Regions from separate parts of the Xenopus laevis genome. Here region 1 is linked to region 2. The links are chromatin contacts, called in public Hi-C maps. All regions are on one chromosome and are shown on one strand. The core of a region is the stretch at or near the end of the contact, and the rest is flanking DNA. Distances in the headings are between cores, read along the strand shown. Region 1 has its middle 4.8 kb from the start of pnhd.L. Region 2 holds the start of tpm4.L (tropomyosin 4 L homeolog).

Evidence for each region. Hi-C and Micro-C count contacts between places; a contact is called where the count stands out from the background.
Region 1: a contact with region 2 is called in a Hi-C map of the XTC cell line, with 2.7 times the contacts expected there. The contact joins the enhancer-like site here to the promoter of tpm4.L in region 2. A contact is called at or near these places in 2 of 4 Hi-C or Micro-C datasets (the XL177 cell line and the XTC cell line).

The regions. Positions count from the first base shown.
Region 1 is chr1L:114,005,957-114,012,570 of Xenopus_laevis_v10.1, forward strand. No RefSeq gene overlaps it. Among protein-coding and RNA genes, the nearest start is that of pnhd.L, 4.8 kb to the right of the region's middle. Within about 2 kb of position 2,930, at least 1 of the 7 cell types and tissues checked has an H3K27ac peak or open chromatin away from gene starts, as enhancers often do.
Region 2 is chr1L:113,852,512-113,858,583 of Xenopus_laevis_v10.1, forward strand. tpm4.L (tropomyosin 4 L homeolog) reads left to right here and starts at 2,142. Exons shown (of 9, transcript NM_001086310.1): 1 at 2,142-2,332. The coding sequence starts at 2,219.

The DNA.
Region 1 (6,614 bases), core at 1,680-4,179, 150 kb after region 2:
GTTTGGTAAAGAAGCTTGGGGTCTGGTAATGGTTAGACTAATATCATATGAGTAGAGACGTACTTTAAAGGGATCCTGTCATCGGAAAACATGTTTTTTTCAAAACGCATCAGTTAATAGTGCTACTCCAGCAGAATTCTGCACTGAAATCCATTTCTCAAAAGAGCAAACAGATTTTTTTATATTCAATTTTGAAATCTGACATGGGGCTAGACATTTTGTCAATTTCCCAGCTGCCCCTGGTCATGTGACTTGTGCCTGCACTTTAGGAGAGAAATGCTTTCTGGCAGGCTGCTGTTTTTCCTTCTCAATGTAACTGAATGTGTCTCAGTGGGACATGGGTTTTTACTATTGAGTGTTGTTCTTAGATCTACCAGGCAGCTGTTATCTTGTGTTAGGGAGCTGTTATCTGGTTACCTTCCCATTGTTCTTTTGTTTGGTTGCTGGGGGGGGAAGGGGGGATGATATCACTCCAACTTGCAGTACAGCAGTAAAGAGTGATTGAAGTTTATCAGAGCACAAGTCACATGAGTTGGGGCAGCTGGGAAATTGACAATATGTCTAGCCCCATGTCAGATTTCAAAATTGAATATAAAAAAATCTGTTTGCTCTTTTGAGAAATGGATTTCAGTGCAGAATTTTTCTATTAACTGATTCATTTTGGAAAAAAGTTTTTTTCCCATGACAGTATCCCTTTAAAGTGTTTGCCTTGTATTTGTACAATGTTGGGGTCTTGTCTGATTAACTGGGCAAGAGGCTCAACCATAAGTGCAAAAAACAGGGGGGAAAGAGGGCACCCCTGATGTGTGCCATGTATTACTGCAAAGTTAGGCGAGAGGAGGCCCATATATTTAATTTTAGCTATAGGGTTATAAGACCCAGATCACATATAGAAAGTTGCCTTTGATCCCAAATAGTACAAGGGAATGATATACAGTATGACCAATCCACAGTGTCAATGTTTTTCTAAGGTCAAATAATAATAGTAAGTCTTTAGAGTTGGCATAATATATGGTGCTTATAAGCATATGTTTATCTGTGATGGATGAAGCCAAATTGGTCTGCATGACTTAATTTGTTTATGAATTGATTTAATCTAGAGTCCATAATGTTAGAGAATATTCTCATGTCTTTTCACAACATTTTATTCAAAACCTATTTCAGTATTTTTTTCCAGAGAATGTCTTCCCCAAGCTATATTTTGTCAAGCAAGGTTTCTCAAACTGTGAGGCTACATTCATTTCTTAGATTCACTGTCATATCTAGTGAGGTCTGATTTAACTTCTTCTTTATACTCTATACATCGACTCATAAACCCAGTTTAAGTTTTGGTTAAGACATTATATTAATGTCTAATAAACATTAAACATTACTATAAAATCCAAGGGAAGGGTTTGGAATCTGGTGATGCTCTTTTTGTACTACTTAAAAAGTAAAAATGAGTAAAAATAACAGTAGGGTTACACATCTAATTTAATTCTAAGCAGTGGGCCTTGTTGGTAACTATTTTTTACCAAAGCATAAGATCATAATGCCTTGGTGAAAAAGAAATCTGAGAATTAGTATTTTATGGCATATAGGACTTGGGATATGTTGGAGCAGTTATTATTACTCTCATGTGCCAAAAAAATCAATATTTCCTAAAACAATATGAAACGTAAACAGCCCTACTATTGTTTGGAAAACTATTTTTGGTATACTGTACTATAAACTTTTCCTAATGGTTGTTCCACCATTTCATTCAATTTAGGCTGGGGCTACATGGATTCACACTAGTTATAAGTAATCTACCTTAGTCCCGCTCAACTTCTAGGGTTGTCAGACAACTGACAATGTCAGAGTTTATTATATGATCCCCTCATATATTTATACATAGTTATCATATTTCCCCCTCAATTGCCCCTTCTCCAGAGTAAACAATCCCAACTTGGCTCCAGTTTAGCACTGGAGACCAAAACTGCATGGCATATACTCAATGGGGCCTTACCAGCACTTTGTAAAGTGGAAGAATAACCCTCTCCTCCTCCAAATCTATGCCCATTTTAATACAGCTCAGAAACGTGTTTGTTCTTGCAGCTGCTGACAGATATTGCTTGCTATAACCAACCAATGGACTGCTATGTACTTCTCCATTATGGGTTTGCCTAGTGCAGTCCATTAAGCGTATAAGTGGCATGCATATTTTTACATCGCATGTAGAAGGTCCTTAATGCTTTTGTAATGATGTGATATTTCCAATGGCCACTGTTTCAGTCCTGTGCTTTAGCCCCTATCTATGCACTGAAGTACTGACATTAATTGTTTTCTTGGAATTCAGGAGTCTTTGTTTCCCCAGTGTATTGCCACAAACATTAAATGATGGTCACTGTTACCCAGGAGTTCAATTACTTGCACATTTGCTGTACGTTCTGGGTCATTAGAGATCACTAGATCCAGTATAGCATGGTTTCTGGGCGGCTCCTTAACAACCTGTTTCCATTAAATGTTCTGGCATTACTGTTGCTCCTGTCACGACTTGCCCAAACTAGCAGCCTTTTGAGGAACTGAGCCACTTGCAAAAAAAAAAAAAAAAAACATTGGTGGCCAGTGATTTAAAAAAAACATCAGTGTTTAGTGAGATTTACCTTTAAACTTTGACAGGCAGACTTCTTCCTTGGCTTCTTTGTTCTCCTGTGAGGTTTCCTGTTCGGCTCATTTCGTCGGCTTTGGCTCCCATTCCAATTTGGCAGGCATTTGCTCCCATTCTGCAGCTTTGCTTCAGCTCCCTTCAGCGGCTCTAGTTTCCCTGATTCCCTATATTAGGTTGTAAATTCTTAACACACATGCCCTTCTTATTTTTCCAGATTTTCCCAGATTTCCTTTTGCTACCAGCCTTGAATATTGCCTAGACTTTGTTTTATTCCTTATATTATGGATTTTGGACTTTTCTCTGCCATACCAGTAAGCCTGACAATTTTTCTGTCTCTCTCCCTGTACCAGTGCCTATATTCTGCCTTGTTTTGTTTATCCAGTCTATTCTAACTTAAAGGAACAGTTCAGTGTAAAAATAAAAACTAGGTAAATAGATAGGTTGTGCAAAATAACATGTTTCTAATATAGTAAGTTAGCCAAAAATGTAATGTATAAAGGCTACATTACATTTTTGCCTAACTATATTAGAAACATTTTTTATTTTGCACAGCCTATCTATTTACCCAGTTTTTATTTTTATATTGAACAATTCCTTTAAAGGGCCTCAAATTACCTCAAAACTCGAATGGTATCTTATTTAAGAAAAAACTCAAATTGTAAAAACCGGAATATGCAAGTTCGAGTCCCGCAACCTGAAAACTCGAATTGATCGAGTTTTCGGCAAAAAAAAACTTGAATCTCTCGAATCATTAGAGTTTTCGGGCAAAACCTCGGGCACAAAAATCAAACAGGCTGTTAACCTCTTCAAATGGTTCCAGGAACCTCTGCCATTGACTTCTACATAACTCTGACAGGTTTTAGGTGGTGTATTTTTGGATTCAAGCTATTTTCAGGGTCGAGGTATAATAAATCTAGAATATTCAAGTTTTTTTTAAAGAAAACTCGAGCAATTTTTTTTTTAACTCAAACTTTTGTGGAAAAACAACTCGAACCTTAATAAATCTGCCCCAAAGTGTTCTTATGCTTATGCTCATCTGTTGTACTTCCTCCTCGGTCCCTTACAAACACTAGACAAGTGGCCCCTAAGACTTTGTTGTTGCCCTCTGGTGGTCAGTCAGAGTGAGTTTTGGCCACTGTACGTGACAACTACACCAATCTCTCAGCCACGCATTCCTCTAAAGGACTGAAATCAGCATCTTAAATCTGCCCATGTGTGACCTGAAATTGTAAATTGTAGAGATCACAAATTTTTCTGCTGTTTACAGCAATTAATTTTTATAGGCTGTACAGGAAAAGAACCTATGGAAGACCGACATACATAACATGAAATGTGTGTAGTTTTTACCAAAGCATCTCATACACCATATTTTATTTAGCAAAGAGAACATGCTAAAACATTTGCTTTAAACCAAATATGTGTTCATTTCCATATAGAAAACAAATTACCTGAAATGCAAATATATGAGAAATGTGATTGTTCCACTGCATCTTTAATGTAAGAGCTCTAAATTTAGTTAGCATAAAGAGGCTTTGAAGTTTCCAAAGATCCATACAAGACACCTATATTAGTCTCAGTAAAAGTAAAACAGATCAAAGACTCAAGTCTCTGCTATTCCCTGCAGAGAAAGACTAAGAATATAATTCACATTAGATTAGTTAGAAACAAAAGACTGAAATGGTATCCTGCTACCCTTCCATGACTACAGTATTTAAAAAAAAAAAGGTTAAACTAGCGGCGGATAAAAGAAGAAAAAAAAAGGAAAAATATGAGCCACAGCTCTGTACTAACCACAGAGCATTTCTTCCCAGAATGTTTTGCATTGTACCTAAGCAAAAGTGTATTTGTTCCCATGATGTTTGCTAGGCAGAGATTATATTCAAGGCTGAAGTCAGACAGTATTCTAATGGATGCTGCTATGATGCAGAAAACAGCTGTGGTCAAAATGTCCTATCTGCCAATCACAGATTCACACAGAAATCTATGGGAAACATGATGTTTGTAGCACACACAGTGGTGACAGGTGGAGGTCTGTTAAAATATGCTTGCTTGACAGTTTCTGAACAGAGTGCCTAATATTGCTAAATGGGATTCAGGTTTTTCACTAGATTACAATGAGAAGTGGGGCCAGTTCAATCACTACTATTTTTCGACTACCAAAAGCTACCCTTCATACACAGTGCACAAGGAGTGGATTATGTACAGAAAATCACACTTGCTTCCAGTGCTATCACTGCGCACAGATACAGTGTGCAGTATGTGCTATAGGGCAAGGGCATATTAGCATATGGAACGCTCCTCTATGACTGATGAATATTAATGAAGCACAGAGAAGTGGATGCACTGAAATCAGCTCTTCCTGTATCTGTTTTTAAAAGTCCGCCTGTATGAAGTGGAGATTGGCTTCAAAATGCCTGCATGTTTCAGGCCAATCTCCTCTCATCTCTGTTATAGCCATACACACACAGAAACTGTACTTTTAAATGCAGATACAGGAATCTATGATTTCACAGCATCCGCTTCTTTCCACCTAATGCCTATTGAGGTGTTCTATATGCTAGTGTGCCCTTGCTCATAATTGTATATGGCCCAAACTATTTTATAATTTACTGTCCTTTGAAAAGCTAAATAAGAAGATTAACCAAGTATTCATGCACTCCGCCCCTTTTGCGCCACAGACCGCCCCTTTGTTTTCCGCCCCCACCGGCCGATAAAATTTTTTAGAAAAGGTGCCAACCCTTCCGGCGATTTACATTCTAGCCGACGGGAAGGCAGTTTGGGGAGATTATTCGCCCCTCGAAGAAGAGGAGATTTGTCGCCAGGCGTCTAATGTCCCTAAATCTGACCGTGTGTCTCTGCCCTAAAGGCTTGACAGGCAGCATGTCAGTTGGTAAATAACCCATTAGGCTCAAGGCAATAAACTGCCTAGGAGATAAGGGGGCAAGGAATCTTATCGCTGTATCTAGCCTTTATACCAGGATTAGTACCTTATTCTCATCTTAAACTGGAACTGTACCAGTAAAATTATTCTATGATTTTCTTTGACAGGCAGCATGTCAGTTGGTAAACAACCCATTAGGCTCAAGGCAATAACCTGCCTAGGAGATAAGGGGGCAAGCAATCTTATCGCTGTATCTAGCCTATATACCAGGATTAGTACCTTATTCTCATCTTAAACTGGAACTGTACCAGTAAAATGATTCTATGATTTTTTTACATGTTAAGAGACCCACAGATACCAATAATGTACTATGGATATTGTTCGGATTAGGGCAAGTTTAAAATCGAATCTGCAGATGCACCAAATCTACTTGTGTATGGTGCGTGGGCTGATGAGGCAGTGAAGAAGTGCCACAGCTCCTTTTTATATCTTACTGTTTCAATCATTCAGGCTGTCTGAATGTGTGTGACTGCAGTCACTCGTATACTATACAGTTGGATAGTTATGGGAGTCTGTTGATATATGACTGCCTTAACACTCATGTAGCTGTAGCAATTGGTGCTACTACAAAGCATTTTAAGCAACATTCTTTTTGTTGGCAAAGCGTTTCCTATGAAGTAGGTTAAGTGATAGTGTGTCTGTTAACATTATCATATAAAGATATATGTAAAACAGCAGATAAACTGTAATAACACATAATTTGTGCTCAAAACACATTTTAATAACCAGTTTGCTACTCAATCACTTTAGCCAAATAAAGTTGGCCATGGATGCAAAGATCCGATTGTTCGAATCCTCAAACGATCTGACTTCCCCATCTCCCGACCTGCCACTAACCAGATCAAATAAAGAAGAAAAGAACATATCAGCCGATGTTCTGCCCCTGACAGCAATCGTACGAAAGTTATGTCTGACCAAATCTAGTGACAGTCTCCCACTGAAAATCGTACGATCGGCAATACATGCAGAGATATTATTGGCAACCAACAGAAATCTTTTAACCTGGCTGATCGACCAATCAACCGTTCTCCGTTGGACGAAAAA
Region 2 (6,072 bases), core at 892-3,391:
CCTTACACAAGAAAAACTCTGTAATTTTCCTGTTTGAAAAATAATTTCTAAACAAGAAGGGGTTTATTTACTAACCGACTAAGTACAGTTGATTGTGTGCAAAGTTCACCACAGTCGTCATGCAAAATATTCAGTAGATCAAAAGGGTGGTTCACCTTTTACTATGTTTTAGAATGCCCTATTCCTAGCAACTTTACTGTAGGTTTTCATCCCTTACTTTTTCCTTTCAAATGGGGAGGGGGGGGGTCACTGCCCCCGGCAGCCAAAATAAATTCATTAAAAAAAACAGGTATGGAACTGTTATCCAGAATGCTTGGGACCTGGAGTTTTCCTGATAAGGGACCTTTCCATAATTTGGCTGTTCATACCTTAAAGGGATACTGTCATGGGAAAACATGGGATAAAAATGCACCAGATAATAGTGCTGCCCCAGCAGACCTCTGCACTGAAAACTGTTTTTCAAAAGACCAAATGGATTTTTTTATATTTAATTTTGAAATCTGACATGGGGCTAGCCATATTATCAGTTTCCCATGTTCCCCCCGTATGTGACTTGTGCCCTGGTAATTTCAGTCACTTTTTACTGCTGCTCTGCAAGTTAGAGTGATATACAGGGGCACTCCACCAATGAGGTGAGTTGAGCCACTCGCCTCAGACGGTTGCCAGGCGTGGCAAAAATGCTGCTCCTGGTAACTAAGAGCCCAATTTCTGGTATTCAACCTGGAAATTTGGCTCTTCTAGTGCAGAGTGCGATATTGCGCTCTCTGCACTAGCGATGTGCACCGTCCCGACCCCTCTCCGGCGCTGAAAATGTGTGTGCCGTGAGGAGGGGTGGGGGCGGCAAAGGAAGGCCGCCTCAGGCGGCAAAAAGGCAAGGATCGCCGCTGGTGATATCACCCCCCTCCTCCCCCCCATCAGCAGAACAATGGGAAGGTAAACTGATAACAGCTCCCTGCTAGATATAAAAACAGCACTCAATAGTAGAAACCCATGTCCCATTGCAACCCCATTCAGTTACATTGCATAGGAGAAACAATAGCCTGTCAGAAAGCATTTCCATAGTGCAACACTGTCTCTTTCTGAAAGCACATGACCAGGCAAAATGACCTGAGATGGCTGCCTACACACCAATATTATAACTAAAAAAAAATATACACTTGTTGGTTCAGGAATGAAATTTTACATGGTAGAGTGAATTGTTTGCAGTGTCAACAGTGTAATTTAGAAAAAAAAAACATACACCATAAAATCCCACAGAATCCCTTTAAGTCGACTAGAAAATTATTTAAACATTAAATAAATGCAATAGGATTGGTCTGCCTCCAATAAGGATTAATTATATCTTAGTGTGGTACTGTTTAATTATTACAGAGAAAAAGAGAATCATTTCCAAAAATTTTAATTACTTGATTACAATGGAGTCTATTGAAGATGGCCTTCCCGTAATTTGGAGCTTACTGGATAAAAGGTCTCCGGATAACGAATTCCTTACCTGTAACATTAAACTCTTGCTTTTTTTAGACAACCTTTTCTTCCCCCATAAAAGCTAAACATACTGCATAAATATATATTGTATACACACACATACATACATAAATAATCTATACAAGATATTAGCTGCTGAACAGAGTGCATATATTCTTACTCTACCTCCTAAAGGCTTTATAGAGAGATGAGGGCTTCATTGCTAGCCAGTCTGCAATCTGTACTGCAAGCTGTAGGGTGGTTCCCTTAAAACATCAGGGTAATGTTGCTACAATTAGATTTTTGTTCACGTCTCTTGGCAGAGGGGCTTCACATCAGTTTTAAAGGGCAGAAGATTATGGTGAACAAATACACTGTGATATGCTAATAAGCTTTATCTATGGCATGCGTTCATTTGTCAACACTTTTGCTGCTGTCAGAAGGTTAAAAATGGAAACCAAATCTTTTATTTACTCCTTTACAGCAAAATCAAGTCCAAATAAGGTGATTGGGTACAGCCTGCAGATTCCAGAGTTGAAAGCTGGCCAAGTCTCTCCTTGGAAAGGATGTAAGTGAAAGCTTTGTGGTGTCTCGGGGGACTGTGGCATCCAATGGTGTTCTTTGTGAGTTTAAAGCAGCCTGGAGTTTAAGTTTAATCGCATCTAGTTGCTCTCTGCACACTTCAGGAAAGCTTCTCCTGGTAAAAATCTTGCTTCCACCCTCGCTTCAAAGGGGCTCCTGACCTAAAGTCAAGATGGAAGCAATTAAGAAGAAGATGCAGATGCTTAAGCTGGATAAGGAGAATGCCATAGATAGGGCAGAGCAAGCTGAAGCAGATAAGAAGGCAGCGGAGGACAAGTGCAAACAGGTATCTTTCAGCCGTTAACACTGTCTATAAAAATCTGGCAAGAGATAAGAACCCTACCAGTACTTTCTGTTACTGCTGTAAATCCTTAAAGCATCTTTTATTTTGGTTCAGAAATAGTTAATGAACTTCTCGGAAACAGCTTCTTCTGTTAATTTACTTTTTTACTTTAGATTTTCATTAATACATATTTTGGATTCTGATACATTTTATAGGAAAATATCACTGGTAGTGCCTTTTGAATTAATACAATTAAGTTAAAATTATCAGGTGGTTGGGAGGGGGGACCATCAGAAATATAGTGCCTGCTTTAATTTGATCAGTATTCTTATTTTTAGTGCTTAAAGGGGTGGTTCAACTTTACGTTAACTTTGAGTATGTTATAGAATTGACAATTCTAATCAAAATTTCCATTGGTCTTCATTATTATTATTTTTTATAGTTTTTGCCTTCTTCTAACTCTTTTCAGCTTTCAAACTGGGGGTCACTGACCCCATCTAAAAAACAAATGCTCTGTAAGGCTACAAAATGTATTGTCATTGCTACTTTTTATTACTCATCTTTCTATTCAGGCCCTCGCTTCTTCATATTCCAGGCTCTTATATAAATCAATGCATGGTTGCTAGGATAAACTGGACCCTAGCAACCTGATTGCAGAAACTACAAACAGGAGAGCTGCTGAATAAAAAGCTAAATAACTCAAAAACCACAAATAATAAAAAATGAAAACCAATTGCAAATTGTCTCAGAATACCACTCTCTACATCATATTAAAAGTTAACTCAAAGGTGAACAACCTTTTTAAGATCCCTACTATGCTTGTTTCATTCAGGCTTTAAAACAGCTGCTAGGCTAATTTAAGCAAGCAGATAACTGTTAAAATTCTAGGTTCATATGATGCCCAGCATCATATACTTATACTTAAGATATGCTAATAGTTATTTTATTAATATTACATTAATATTTTTAATAAGTTCAGTTGAGAAATCTCTATCGAAACTCCAATGATCTCTAATGATCTTCTTACTAGAACTCCTCAATCATAAAAGATCACTTTTTGTGCTGTGTACAGCAGTGTTCACCATCTTATTTGACCATGATCTTCTCAAAAAATATAATAGGTTGGACCCTTACATAATATTGTCCAAAGAAGAGTCATTCCTTCAATGCAAATGGTCTTAAAATTAAAGGAGCACAAATAGTTTAGGCAGCAGTGATTATGATATGAAATCATGTGAGGTCTTTGGTCACATACATTTATATGCACACTCGTTTTCAGTAAAGCTCAGTGGAGCAATTCGGCACCAAGACAATTAGCTTTGACTGGCAATTCAAATGAAGAAAGCAAATAACTTATTGGCTGCTGTGGGCTTCTGCACTAATGTGCATTTGCAAGTACGTTGCAAAACAGCAATTATTTTTTTCACAAGCTGAACTTCTTAGAACTTCTCATGTAACTATCAATGTGTCTATACTGGTATTTAAAGTAAAAGAAAAGTTTAAATCACTGGGAGGTGCCAAATGTTAGGCACCCACCAATCACTATAATAGCGTGCCTGGAGCTCCTGTTAGCAGAAAATCTGCAGCCACTTGGGGTACTACTGCAGCAGCTCGGGGTCCTTCTAAATGAGGACCATGTCATGATCTTCTTCTTTTTTCTCTAAAACAAATTGCACTGGCCAGGGGTATCAGGTACTGTAAGTGATTATAATCTTTGCAGGGTGCAAAGAGCAATAAACAGGATAATATGTAATCTAAAGCACAAAGTTTGCCCAAAAGCAGTAACCTATAGCTACCATATAAGATAAGGTGACTGGCATATGCTACCAGCTAAAATTATTAAAAAATATTATAATAATATGAAATATAATACATTATGCAAATATTCTCTCCACTTTGCTATAAGGTTGAAAAAATACATGTGTCCAAAAAGTTCAACCTTTTTGTCGAAGTGAAATCTACCTAATTGCCAGTTGATCCAGAGGACTGCAAAAAAGACCCACCTGCGGGTTCTCCAATGTGTCTCAGAAGGGAAAAACTATCATATTATAGTTAATTTCAGTCATTGGACATGTGCAATATAGGTACTCACGTGAATCAGGCAAAGAGTATTACCCCAACAACACTAGCATATCCACAGAATTCTTTCTCTCTGTATTGCTAGCAACAAACAGGGCATCACTGGTCACATAAATGACTGATTGAGACACTTTCCTGAATTCTCACCTGTACAGATTTGTTCTCACTTGACACATCAAACTGGATTATGTCAGTTAGAGGAAAAAAGTTCACCTGCATTATCTTTTAGAATATGATAGATTGCCCTATTCTCATCAACGTTTCAATTGGTCTGAATGTTTTTTATAGATTTTAATTATTTGCCTTCCTCTTCTGCCTATTTTCAGCTTTCAATGGGGTGACTTACCCTTACAACTATGCTCTGAGAGGCTACAGTTGTATTCTTATTCCTGTTTATGACTTACAGTATGCTCCTATCCAGACCCTTCTTTATTTGTATTCCAATCTCTCAATTTAAAATCAACAAAAAGAACAAGCTAAACTAATTAAAAACAAAATAAAAAATGATGCCCTGTTGCAAAGTATCTCAGAATATCCCTGTATGCATTGTACTTGAAGCTTTATTGTACTCACTATTGCCACAGGTGAGACACAACTTGCTGTGTTTGGAAGTTCATTGCAGGGTATTGAATACAGTCACTATAACGCTTGCATTCCCAAGTGATGGAACAAAAAAAAAAAGCCTTCCCATAATTTAAAGTTGTATACATAGTGGATTTCTGGATAACGGATCCCATACCTGTACAGTAGAACAGTTACATGGCAAGACACAGCTTGACATCCCATCTACAACATTAGAATAACCCAAAAACTGAAAGAGAGGAGGTCAAATCAGTTCCATTTTCAAAAAATGTTAACAGGAAATAAAGGGATCCTGCCATCCAACCCATGGCTTTAAAGACCTTACTCTGTAAGAACTCCCACTGCTATGTTGGACGTCATAACCCCTCATGTGATAAAAACTTAGATACTGAGGCTTGGAGCCTTGGAACTTAATGACATTTACATAGAGCTCAACAAACTGGAATTTAGATCTGCGTAGGTTTGATGTGTATGCATGCATCCTTTAATAGTGGAAAGAGACTTAAAAACCTCAGTTGTAATGGGCACCCATGACTGGCAGAGCAACTCTTCTGCATGTTCAGCTGTGAGCATTAGAAATAAAAGCATGCATTCTTTAGGAGCCTTGTATTCTAGGCTCCTAAAGAATGAGGCAGCATTATATAAATCACAATTTGGTAAACTGGCCTGCGTTTAAACAGCCCGTTCAAAAATGTTACACTGTTAAAGCAGACACATTCTGCCATTGAATGCTTTTTTGTGAATCTAATGCAGAGATCCCAATGGGTTTATCTCCCCTACTGGGCGCCTGGAGCATAAGGACCAAAATCCAAGCTTTACAGTAATATTTACATCCACCTACAATTTGACAAAAGTATAAAGTAAACCACTTGCCTAAAGAATAAAGATTATAGCTGGAGTAAATATTAGGCTTCCATAAATATGACTATGCCATACAAACAGTCTGTTGCTAACTACCTACAACATTCTAAAATTATATTTTATGGAATTCAAAAGGGAAAGCCACATGGACTTTACATTCTCTTTAGTCTTCTAAAATGTCATTTGTAGAGCAGAACCTGTTCAACCTGAGAGAGATTATT